2 separate regions of the Mus musculus genome follow, and region 2 is linked to region 1. A link is a contact called in public capture Hi-C data. All regions are on one chromosome and are shown on one strand. The core of a region is the stretch at or near the end of the contact, and the rest is flanking DNA. Distances in the headings are between cores, read along the strand shown.

Region 1 (6,338 bases), core at 2,124-4,623:
GTTGTAGAGACGTCTCAGAAATGAAGAGCACTGACTGCTCTTCCAGAGCTCCTGGGTTCAATTCCCAGCAACCACATGGTGGCTCACAACCATCTGTAATGGGATCCGATGCCCTCTTTTGTTGTGTCTAAAGAGATAAACAGGTACTCACATACATAAAAAATTTTTTTAAAAATTACCATATTTTTTTTTTTAAAAAGGATACCAGAGGGTACCAAGCAAATTTCCAAAGGAAGGAAACAAACAACAGTCCTGCCCAGTTATGATGCCTATGTAACAGCAGCCAGCACGACATAACCAACTGAAGGGATACAGTAGTGGCTTTTGTAACCAACAAGTAATTGGATCTAAGAGCAACTCAACAAGAAGAAAATCATTCCTGGTGCTGGAAACCTAGCCAACTACCCAGGACTGCTGAAGTCATGTAGTTTAGAATAGACACTACAACTGCCATTTGACTAAACCAGCATAATTACTGTGATGGTTTGTATATTCTTGGACCAGGGAGTGTCACCACCATTTAGAGGTATGGCCTTGTTGGAATAGGTGTGACCTGGTTGGAGTAGGTGTGTCACTGTGGGTGTGGGCTTAAGATCCTCACTCTAGTTGCCTGTAAGTGACTCTTCCACCAGCAGCCTTTGGATGAAGATGTAGAACTCTGCCTGCGCCACACCTGCCTGGATACTGCCATGCTCCCATCTTGATGATAAGGGACTAAACCTCTGAACCTGTAAGCCAGCCCCAATTAATGTTGTTTTTATAAGACTTGCCTTGGTCATGGTGTCTGTTCACAGCAGTAAAACCCTAACTAAGACAATTACTAACTACATTTAAAATATTTCCTTATATCCTCAATAAGTGCAGTTCTCTTTTCTTAAGAGGGGAACTTTGCAATAGACAGAGAACATTTCAGGACATCTCAATCAATGAAAATGCAGATTTGTGGAGTCTGGTCCAAAGGATACGTCTATAACCCAGCTCCTGTACCTAAAGCTCAGGGCTGATTGCAGAAGACTATAAGAGCCTGAGGATCAAGGAGTTTTCTGTGAGAATGCATCTCCTAAGAATGTCTGAAGCTACATTTATAAAATCTTAGCAATACCCAGGCCCCAAGAAGAGCTGAACAGGAACAACAATAGACATGCTGATGTGGACCCAGGAAATCCAAGGAGGCATCAGTCCTACACAGACAACTACAGGTAGCTGAGAAAAGCTGAGAGCAGAAGAAATAGTCTTTTGGGGGGAAGAGCACACCAACTGGTTATCCAATACCAAACAATCAACCCTAAAATATAGATACAAATAACATTATGGGGGCTGGTGAGATGGCTCAGTGGGTAAGAGCACTGACTGCTCTTCCAAAGGTCCTGGGTTCAAATCCCAGTAACCACATGGTGTCTCATAACCACCTGTAATGAGATCTGACACCCTCTTCTGGTGCATCTGAAGTCAGCTACAATGTACTTATGTATAATAATAAATAAATCTTTGGGCCGGTGCGAATGGGGCTGACTAGAGTGAGCAGAGGTCCTAAAATTCAGTCCCCAACAACCACATGAAGGCTCACAACCTCTGTACAGCTACAGTGTACTCACATATATAAAATAAATTAAAAAACAACAACAACAACAAAAAACTCCAAATAACATTATGGACTGAACAGGTTATATTTACACACATACATATATGCATGTAATAACTTTTCATTTAAAAAGAGGACATGAATTTGATAGAATGAGGAGGGGCATATAAGAGGCTTTCAAGAGAGAAAAGGGACAGGGAAAATAATGTAATTATATTATCGAATGGAAATAATTAAAAAGTAATGGCTGTGGCATGTGTTCTGGGGTCCAGCTGTGGTTCTGCATTCTCTGCTTCCTCCCTCTCAGGGTGTCCGGATGCTGCTGCACACTGAGCTGCAAGGATGAAGTGGAGCCCAGTACGGGTGGGGTTCTGCAAATAAGAACACAGGCCCTAAAAATGGGAGTTTCAGAACAGACAGGGGACAGCGTGGCTGGCTGGAGTAAGAGGTTGCCAGTATTTCCCAGTAAGGAAGGTAGGCATCGTTAGGGATGAACTAGCACATGAAACATGGAGGCATGATGGCTCAGTGGTCTTCTTTGATCCTATGTAGGCGTTGTGTGCAGAGGTTTCACTGAAATAGTAACAAAGAATAACAAACATTAACAGACTCTGAAAGTAGCAACTCTTCCCGTTTCCATGTCTTATTTGGCTACCTCCAATATCGACGTATGAGTAATGTGCTCACTCATTGCACCTTTTATTCTGGCCAAGTTTTACTTCTGCAACCCATCTCCCAATATAATGTTCTGATTTCTAGAGTGTAAACCTACTGAGAAGACGTTTTGAGAGTTTAGTATACACTATATGTTAGAAGCATTCGATTCAGAGTGGAATATTTTGAATAAATAAACAAAGTATCTTCTGAAATGGATTAATGAGTAAATGTATCAGACAGTGATTTAGACCCAAAACACTACAGGCTTCATGAACAAAACCTCTGCATGTACATACTACTTTCTCGGTTAATGAAGAGATTTAAGGGGCATGGGGAACTGAGTTACCCAGTTGGGAACTGTGAAAAAAAAAAATCAAAATTAGTTTAGGAAACCAAGCGTGGTTAGCTAAAATGGGGACGTAATCGGTTACAGCCACAGTGAGAGACAAATTAAAGCCACAGCTTTTGAAGATCAGTGGGACTCAGGGTCACAGCTTCAGAGGGTTAGAGTCCATGACGCAAGAACATGGTGGCGGAAACAGGTGAAAAGTTATAGCTACATCCAAAAGTAAGAAATAAAGCGAAAGAGACACGCTGGGGTGGGCAAGAGTCTTTTGAAGCCTCAAAGCCTGTCGCCAGTGACACACCTTCTCTAACAAGGCGACACATCCTAATCCTTCCGAATCAGTTCCTGCAAATAGGTGAGCATAAGGAGCCACTCGCATTCAAACTATCACGTGATCCTAAAGCGCTAGGAGGAGGCTCTTTTAGGAGATACTGGTCCAGTAAGTCCCACCCCCTGGTGCAGTCCACGTGAGTTCCCATGAGGCTTTGTTGGGTCTGCTCACCATTAAAAAAGATTTCACGCATCTATGCCATAACACCCTGATCATGCCTGATCCTGTTTGATCCTGAACGCTCAGATGGGAGAAGGATGTAGTGTCTCTTTGCTCCTCTTCTGTCTTTTTCTTTCCGATGATGCCCAGAGGCTAAATGTGCTTTCTCTGGTACTTTAGGCTTCCTTATCTTTCAGTTCGTGCCACGCAACTGCTTTTGCATCGTATGGCTAACCTTCTAGATGTTCATTCAAACACAGGACAAAGGCTTAGGTATCTGTTTAGCATATCAAAGTGGACCTGGCTCCCAGGTTCTCCCAGCATCCCTCAGTCCCTACCTTCTTACAGGTTATGGCTGGCGTCCTGGCGCCCTAACCCGGAACTCTACAGGGCTACACTTTCCCCAGAGACTCTTCCCTATACAATCCAGACATTTTGGTTATCGGTTCTATTTGTACCTTTGGCTTCCTGCTGCTGCACTGGATTCCCATCTCTCTTCCCTCCCTTCCTCTGCTCACAAGGCTCAGAGTCATAGTCACACCTGGACTCTTCCAGGTGTGTCTGCCTCTGGCTATGCTCTCCCTCTTATCTGCAATAAACTTTCTCCTCCACCATACCTAGGGGCAGTCATGTCCTGTCCTTCCCTTTTCTTTCCTTTCTTTATTCTCCCCTCTCCTCTCCTCTCCTGCCCTCCCCTCTCCTCTCTTTTTCAGTCTGTTAAGTTCTTTTACTAATGAGACCCCAAGATGGGACCCTGATACTTTGGGTGTCAATGTTAAACAAAATGTGATAATGCACATACGTGTGAGTGTGTGTGTGTGTGTGTGTGTGTGTGTGTGTGTGTGTGTGTGTGTGTGTGTTGAGAGTAATTAAAACATATTTTGGTTGAACTCAAGTAATACCAGTTTACCATGCTACCTAATTTTCCCTATATCTAGCTTCTCGCTTGACCTTTTCCCCTCCTAACTACAGGAAATACTGTACCACTGATCTTATAGCTCTGGGCAACTTTTTATATTTTAAGAATGAGTTTTTCTAAGTCGGTTGACCTTGGAATCACTCTGTAGCACAGCAAGGTCTTAGCTTGTGATACTTTTGCCTCAACCTCCCAAGTAGCTGGGACACCTGGCCCAAACCACTTACTTACAAGGCCCTGCTCTGTAGCAAGCCTATTTACACAGACAGTGAAATGGACCAGAACAAAGGTGATTTAAATTAATTTTTGCTTTCCTATGCAACTAAGCCAATAGTGTTTGTCAGTGATAATACTGTCAAATAGAAGAACAGTTATATCCATAATTCTTTGAAAAATGAAGTCATTTTTAATTTGCTGGAGTTTTTCAAAGAAGAAAATGTAAACACAGGAAATAAGTTGGTACAGCTTGTCCTAAACAGATCCTGTGAAATTGTGTAAGGGAAGGCAGGAACTAATAGAAATTTGTCTTAAATTAAAAGTTAGCCTGGAGAAACGGGTCAAATGAAAAAAACAAGGAGAAGTTTGAAGGGCTGATTCTTAGTAATCAGCATTACCATTACTACGTGCATCTGTAGGACTGGTCTGGAGGAGATCTCTCAGGGAACTGGGGATTAAACAGACTTTTCCTTTGTATAACAGGAAGGATTTACTTGTTAAGACCCCACTCACTGAGTTGTTAATGAATCATTTCCCTACCACAGAGATGTAGAAGAGCTGATTTGAGACAATTACTGGTATTATTAGCATCCAAATGAGGAAAAGGACCCTGGGGGTGGGGGTGGAGTGTGAGAATAGAGTAGGGACAGTAAATAAAGTCAGAGTCTTGGAGGGAACCCAGGCTCAGAACGTGTTCAAATGCAATTTTTCTCTGGAGTCAATGAACCCCGCCCCCTGCCAAATTCCAATAGCAACGACCCAAGAAAACCCTCCTTTCATTCTGTTAACGTGCATGTTAAGGGGCACAGTGGGACACGTGAAATTCTATGATAGGGCCCAGGAATTAAGGTGACCACAGGAAATAATGCAGCAGGATGAAAAAGCCCATTCCCAGCTCCGGTAACTTGAACACACAGCCGATATGGTCAAATCTCCTGGGCCCTACTTTACCTAAGTTGTATCAGTGGCCATTGACAGGGTAGAGACAGATTGTCATTTTTTTCTCCTGTTTGGCCAAAACTTTAAGTAATTTTATTTTTGCATTTTGGGACATATCCTGTTATTTTCCCTTAATGTGGACAAGCATTAGGACTGGGAACCAGGCTTCCTGACAAGAACTGCACAGAGCTTGGTTACCAGTTTAAGAAAAGGACCCCAAAGTACACATGTTTTCTTTGGTAAGAGCTCTAAACGTCCTTGGCCTTGTTTCCCCCTCAGTTCACTGTTGCCCTTGCCTAGAAGCCAAAGTGCCCATTCAAATTTAATGTTAAATAAAATATTTGAGGTGCAGGCCTGTGATCCCAGCTGCTCAGGAAGACAAGACAAGAGGATTACAAACCCAAGGCATGCTTGGGCTAAGAGTGTGTTCAAAGGCCAGCCTGGGCAAAACTTGATGAGAACTGTTCCAACTACTTCAACAAACGCAAATGCCAAGTTGCTGGCTAGAGATCTGGTTTTAAGCCAATTGTTTTGGTGTTTCCTTATTTCTGTCCCTGAGTGATCAGCTCTTGCTGGAAACTGAACGCTGTAACTGAACATGAGAGGCACTTGAGCCTTTGTGAGCAGGCCAAGTGCACTGACCATTCATCCTCCCTCCATAGCTCCAGGCAAGAAAGACCTATTAATTCCAATACACTGACCTTCTGAGACATCCCGTGTCCAGGGAACTGGTCCTACATTACAGAAGCTCTGCCTTCTGCCTTCTTCTTCAGCTCTTATCCAAGAGTAATGAACAACAACAACAACAACAAAAACTGCTTTCTAAAACTCACTCTTTTCTCTTCTATTCTCTTGAGGGTATGCTAGATTCTGCTAGGTTGACTATTAATACTATCCCACCAGACTTTATGGCTGGGAGTTCTGGTTAAGAACGCCTGCTACGGGCTGGCAAGATGGCTTAGTGGTTAAGAGCGCCGACTGCTCTCCCGAAGGTCCCGAGTTCAAATCCCAGCAACCACATGGTGGCTCACAAACCATCCGTAATGAAATCTGATGCCCTCTTCTGGAGTATCTGAGGACAGCTACAGTGTACTTACATATAATAAATAAATAAATCTTTAAAAAAAAAATGAATGCCTGCTACATAGGAGGCTGAGGCAGGAGGACTGCAAGTTTGAGAACAACATAACAA
Region 2 (6,338 bases), core at 1,053-3,552, 700 kb before region 1:
GAAGGAGGGGTGCTGGGCTCTAGAGGAGACCATTTGCATTCTTTGGGATGTGAATTGTGTCTTGCTATCTTTCTTCCTGTTTTGTGAAGAGAAGGAGCCAAGGGATTTTTATCGGGCAATGTTGACGACCTACTACACAAGCAGGAGTTATGACTGGTTCATTGTGTTTCCTCGATAACAGTGGCCTTCCTTTGCAGATCAGAAAGGGAGCTATATCCTTCTTGTTGAGTGATTCAGGGAGACCTCTACTGGTGAGAGAGATTCCAAGGACAGGAAGTATAGCCCAGAATACTTGTCTAACAAGCATCAGGCTTTTAGTTCAATCCCAAGCACACCACAAATACATATATCCCTTGTCGAGGGATGGACTGACTGACTCAGGCTTTCTCTAGTGCCCTGATGTATGGCGAAGGAAGGAACATGGCCCTTTCTCCAAATCCAGGCACATGCTTATCAAAGCCAGTCATAGCCTGGGCCCTGAGGGAGCTGGGAGCCACTGCTTCAGATCCTCAGGACCCATCTCTTGCCACAGTGTAGAGCTGTGGTTATCAGTCTGGTTATCAGTCTCAAGACCCCTGTGTGTTGATTCTGTAATGTTCTTGAGCTGCCTGTGTCCCCTTTGTGCAACACTGCTTAACTTCCTGCCGACTTGGTCCCACTGTGTGATAGCTTCTCCTGACTCTGTCCGGTCTCTCCCATGGAAACAGTACATGGGTGCTGTGCTCAGTAAGCTTGCCCAATATAAGACGTAGCTTGTGCAAGACCTCCCAACCCCAGACGGTCTTACCTTCTGTCTTTATCCCTCTTTATCTTCTCATCTCCTGGTTCCCTCTCCCTCTTCCCCCTCACCCCCCCTCTAGACCCTGTCATAGAAGAATGACCTGCTAGTCCAGGTCAACTCCTAGCAAGGAAAGACACAAGTGATGTGGTCTTGCTGTAGAACTCCTTACTTAAGTAGACCAGACATATAATTGCAGCAAGGGCTCTCTACATAGAAGAGAATGTAAACGGGACATCCACTATGGAAGGCACCATGACAATTTTCTCAAAAAGAAAATTAGTGGGGCTAGAAAGATGACTCAGAGGTTAAGACCAGGGGGATACACTTCCAGGTTCAATTACCTAAACTGGCTCACAACTCTCTAACTCCAGGCCCAGGGGATCCAGCGCCCTCTTCTGGCTGCCTTAAGCACTGCATTCACGTAGTAGGCAAGCTCAAAATATGCATACGTGTAAAATAAAAATAAACGTTAAAAAGAAAATTAGCTGCCGTATAGTCTAGCAATTTCGGTTTTGGGTGTGTATTGGAAAGAATTGATTGGTCACAGAGAAACATTTGCACCTCTGGTTCGTTGTAAAACTATTCAAAATAGACTAGAAGTAGAAAAAAAAATCTAAAGTACATTAGACAAAACATCTTAAATCCACACGATATAGATCCTAAAGATAAATGAAGCTCTAGGATGTGCTATAATGTGGATGAACCTTGAGCATTATGCTAAGTGAAATAAGCGGGTCAGGTATAGGCAAAAATTATGATTCTGTTCATGTGAAGTGTAACAGCTAATCAAAGCAACAGAGAGACAGTGAGGGAAGATGATGTGATGGTAAGTGTTAATTGCCAAGTTGTCAGACTCCAGAACCACCCGGGAGACAGGGCCTCCGGGCGTCTTGACTGCTGTGTGATTGAGAAAGGAAGCCCCGCCCACTGCGTGGACCCATTCCTGGCTGTATAAACAGAGAAAGGGGTCTGGGTGACCGACCACGTGTGTTCATTGCGTCTCTGCTTCCTGACTGCGGCTATCATTTGACCAGTTGCTTCGAGCTCCTGCTGCAGTAACTCGCCATCAACTGTGCCTTTCAGCCATGAGCCAGTCTCTTCAACTGCTCTTGTAGGGGACCTCTTCTTATGAACTGAGATTTTATTTAATGCATTGGGTCATATTCGCTCTCACACTTCCCACTAACTCCTAAGATCTACTCTCCCCATCAACTTTATAATATCTTTTAAAATTTATTATTATTTTTTATAACCTAGTAAGTCTAATGTGTCACCTATATATTCCTGGATATTGAGCCACTCCACCGGAGCACAGCCAACCCAGCAGGCTCCACCCCTTTGCAGGAACGGGACTCTTGCTCCTCTAGCCACCCACGGCAGTCTATTGAGGCAGACTCTTCCTCAGTCCGAAGTGTATGTGGGGATCATGAAGCTTTTTCTTCGCCAGGATACACCATACAGGTCATGGGCATTCACATGCAAAGTTCATGAGTCCAGCAGTCCAGTTCCCAGCCTCTGGATTTTACAGTCTGCCTGCCTCCCTTTCCAAGATGGTTCCTGAGCCCATCCTGAGAAGGGTGTGTTATCACAGCAGCCAGAACGACAGAGACAGGAAGAAATGTTACGGTTTCTATTTCATAGCACCGTGAACGGGATTATCACTTCGGAAAATAAGATTATGGTGGGAATTTTATGTGTTTATGAGGGCTTTCAAGCTGAAAGTTAAAAACAACAACAACAAATTTTAATAATGAAAGGCAGAAGAGAGGGGACAAAGAAAGGAAACTGTGAAAGAGATGAGATTCATTCACAAAATCTTTCCAGATATTCATGTCTGAGTCCACAGCTTTGGGTAGCCTCATTTTTCTTTTATATTCTGCTTACGTTTTATGGTTACAAAAATAACTTCTGAAATTTAGAGCTGAGATTGCGTCAGTGACAGGGGGTGGGGGTGGGGATGAGCAGTTTCCTGAAGCACGAGGTCATTTGCATTTTTCCCTCTTCTTTCTGGCAGCCATTGTTCTCTCTTAATGAGTAGTCTCTGGGGTTGGGGGGAGGGGAGAAGTGGGGGGGGGCATATTTTATGTTTATAGCATCTACAGCTCTAAGCACAGAACCTGGAGAGAGTTCTCCAAACAAAACAGTGTTGCACGTTCAGAAGAATGAAGATATCTCCAGCTAGTAGGACATCAAGGATGCTGATTTTATGGAATCCTTACTGATGTGTTTATAAAAAGATTAAAAAGAGGGGGAGGGTATGTTCTATGAAGGTGTAGTCAGGTAGGGGAAGGGGGTGCCTCAGCGTATCCATGCTGAGGCATCCCTTCCCCCTGAGGGACCAGTCATATGATGGTATAATATAGAATAGAGTTTATTCAGGGCATGGGGAGGGGAGTCAAGAGGGTAGTAGAGGCAGAGAGGAGAAGGGGGGGGGGGGAGAGAAAGGAGGGATAGTGGCCAGTCATGAGCATGTGGTGGAGAGAGGGGGGAAGAGAATGGGGAGAAAGGGGGGGAAGGGAAAGCAAGAGCAAGAGAAGGCAAGAGAGAAAGAAAGGGGCAATCAACTCCATTTATAGTAGGTCAGGCCTACCTGGCTGTTGCCAGGGCGGAGCTTAGACAGAATGCTAATACTTACAAGTAATGGAAGCTAGATGGAGCAGGCTTGCCTCCTGACTCTGCTGGACTTTACTAAGGACCAGCCTTGTTTTTGCTTGCTTTATTTCTACTTTCTGTTTATATTTATTGACCAGGGTTAATTTCTTCAGTGGAGGACAAACAGCATCCCATGGATTTCCTGGTCAGATTTTCTTAATACGCACCTTCCAGTCATTCAAAATTTCAGCACATTCTTTACTCATACACTACAAGTTCCATAGCTTGTGATAATAAGATCCATGAACTAGATTTGAAGTTGACACATCTCCCCAGTATCATGGAGATGCTGGGCTTCTCCAAGAAGGTAGAGGGAGTCAGGGTTAATTTTCTCTCCTGCTCCCAATTCCTGTTCACCCCACCTTGCCTCAGGTGTTTGTTCATCATGTGGCCCATGTTTGCAGTTGCTGACAGATATACTAACACATTCTTGCTGTGGGGAAAATTGCTTGTTATAAGCAAGAGGATGGTTCTGTGCCCCCCAAAAAAGGGAAGCTGTAGATAAGAGTAGAGATTAACAATGAGGGTGTTTAGCTTTTAAGTTCTGACTTGACCATCTAGTTGTATGCCATATTGAACATATTGTTCGTACTTCGTCACGCCATCTGTTACATGGGCATGATTAGCCTAGCATTATGTCTTTCAGAGTTGACTCAGGACAGAAAACCAGCGGGAGACAGATATTAAGAAGACCTGTTACCTGGAGATAGCTTATCCAGTTGTCCTATTTGGTCAAGCACATTTCATACCTATGGCTGTTGTCCACCCGGGGGCTTCTTGTTTTCTGTCTAGTCTGTCTCTTTGAACCTTTGCCAGGCACTTAAGGCCCACCCAGATGATCTGGTTTGGACTCCTTATGTAAATGACATCATGTAGCTTTTTCCTTTGTAAGCCTAGTTTATTTTACTTGACATAATGTTCTCCAGGTTCGTCCCTGTTACTACCGATGAGAGCTCCTTTTGTTTGTTAGAGCCCCCATAGTATACTGTCATGTGTGTATTCACAGTCACGTAGAGTTTACAGCTTAGCCACATGAAGAAAGCTACCAGGTAACAGAGAATGTGGGTGTCTCTTTGGGGTGAGGTGGTAACGGCAGTACTTAATTAACTTGTTTTAATAAAACATGTAGTGTGTAATCCTAGCACCATCTTCATTGAAAACATAATGTTACTATCATCTCTCTCATCTATTTTGTTTATCATCTATCTATTGTCTATCATCTATCTATCATCTATGTCAATCTATCATTTGTCATCTATCTTCTATCTAATCTATTCTATCTATCTATCTATCTATCTATCTATCTATCTATCATCTGTCATCTATCTTCTATCTCCTACCTCTTACAGAAGTATCTTGCAATTTAAAAGTCTAAAAGTAGCCAAATTAATTTTTAAAATTTAATTTTGCTCATGTTCCTTCTCTTAACTCCTAGCAGAATTTCCCTATCTACCCAACTTTATGTGCTCTCTCTCTCTCTCTCTCCCTCCCTCCCTACAAAACTACAAATAAACTAATAAGCAAAAGACCAATAAGACACTTAAAAAGCCAAAACCAAACAATATGAAAAAAGTCCACAAACCAAGCATGGGGCTGGTCTTAGGTTGGCCAAGTACTCTCAAGCCTGGGGCCTGCCTTTAAGGGTGGTTGACACTCTATTGGAGAAAACTGATTTTCCCTTTGCCAGGGGGTATCAATTACAAACAGCTTCTTAGTTAGGGGTGGGACCCCAAGTCTATTTCCCCCTCTTTGTGCTGGGACCTCCCCTGATCTGAACCTGTGCAAGTCTAGTGCCTGCTGACACTATTCCTGATTTCTATTGTGCCTGGAAGTGGGTTTCCTTAAAGTTATCCATTTCCTGTGACTCTCACAATCTTTTCTCTTCCTCTTCTGCATAGCTCTCTGAACCTTGGGGAAAGGGGTTTGATGAAGCCACCCCACTTTAGGACTAAGCACTCCAAAATCTCTCACTCTTGCACACTGCCCTGTTGTTGTGAGCCTCTGTGTTAACTCCCATATATTGCACACAATGAAATCTTACTCTGCTATTAAAAACAATGGAAATTGCAAAATTTCCAGGAAAATAGATGGATCTCAGAAAAAAAAAAAAAAACCATCATCCTGAGCAAGGTAAACCCAAACACAGAAAGGCGAGTATGGTTTCTCTCATGTGCAGATGCTAGCTTCAAAGCTGTTGTGTGCGATACATTCTGAATAACCACAGCTGCTTGGAGCATGTATTGATTTTGTTTCCATTACATATACATATTTAGTAGTGGGATTGCTTGTTTATAAAGTACGTTTTTAATACTGTTGAAGAGGGTCCATGCTATTTTCTATAGCGGCCATAGGAGCTCACATTCTTGAGTGTACAAGAATTCACTCTTCTCTCTAATTGTCTATCCTGTTCTTGACAGGAGCCATTTTACCACCCGTGAAATGGGCTCATCTGGGTATTAGTTTCGTTTCTCTAATGATGAGTGCATCACTTCACACATCAACTGACAAATTCTGAGCTCTCAGAGAAATTCCTCTCCCTCCTTCCCTAATTTTAAAACTCAAGAGCCATGGCTGGGACGATGCCCCAGTGGGCCAGGTGCTTGCTGCATAAGCGTGAGGACCTGAGTTCGGATCCCCAGGACCCGTGTTAAGAAGCTGGGCATAGCAGCACATACTTGTGAGCCCAGCACTGGTGGTGTAGACAGGAGGGTCCCTGTCTCCCTTCTCACAGGCAGTACAACCTAGTCAAAACGGCCAGCTTCAGATTCAGTAAGAGACCTGACTCAAAACATAAGGTGGAGAGCAATCAAAGAGGACACCCATGGGCTGGAGAGATGACTCAGCGGTGAAGAGCACTGACTGCTCTTCCAGAGGTCCTGAGTTCAAATCCCAGAAACCACATGGT

The links. Capture Hi-C pulls out chosen DNA fragments and counts their contacts.
Region 2: a contact with region 1 is called in a capture Hi-C map of embryonic stem cells, with 8 times the contacts expected there. The contact joins two enhancer-like sites. A contact is called at or near these places in 1 of 484 Hi-C or Micro-C datasets (the HPC-7 cell line), 1 of 115 datasets of contacts at active chromatin or transcription factors (embryonic stem cells) and 1 of 9 other capture datasets (embryonic stem cells).

Annotation. Positions count from the first base shown.
Region 1 is chr17:63,531,751-63,538,088 of GRCm38.p6, reverse strand. No RefSeq gene overlaps it. Among named protein-coding and RNA genes, the nearest start is that of Fbxl17, 34 kb to the right of the region's middle. Within about 2 kb of position 3,373, at least 8 of the 459 cell types and tissues checked have an H3K27ac peak or open chromatin away from gene starts, as enhancers often do. A contact at or near this core is called in embryonic stem cells, where this site is marked.
Region 2 is chr17:64,226,200-64,232,537 of GRCm38.p6, reverse strand. No RefSeq gene overlaps it. Among named protein-coding and RNA genes, the nearest start is that of Gm34858, 40 kb to the left of the region's middle. Within about 2 kb of position 2,302, at least 12 of the 459 cell types and tissues checked have an H3K27ac peak or open chromatin away from gene starts, as enhancers often do. A contact at or near this core is called in embryonic stem cells, where this site is marked.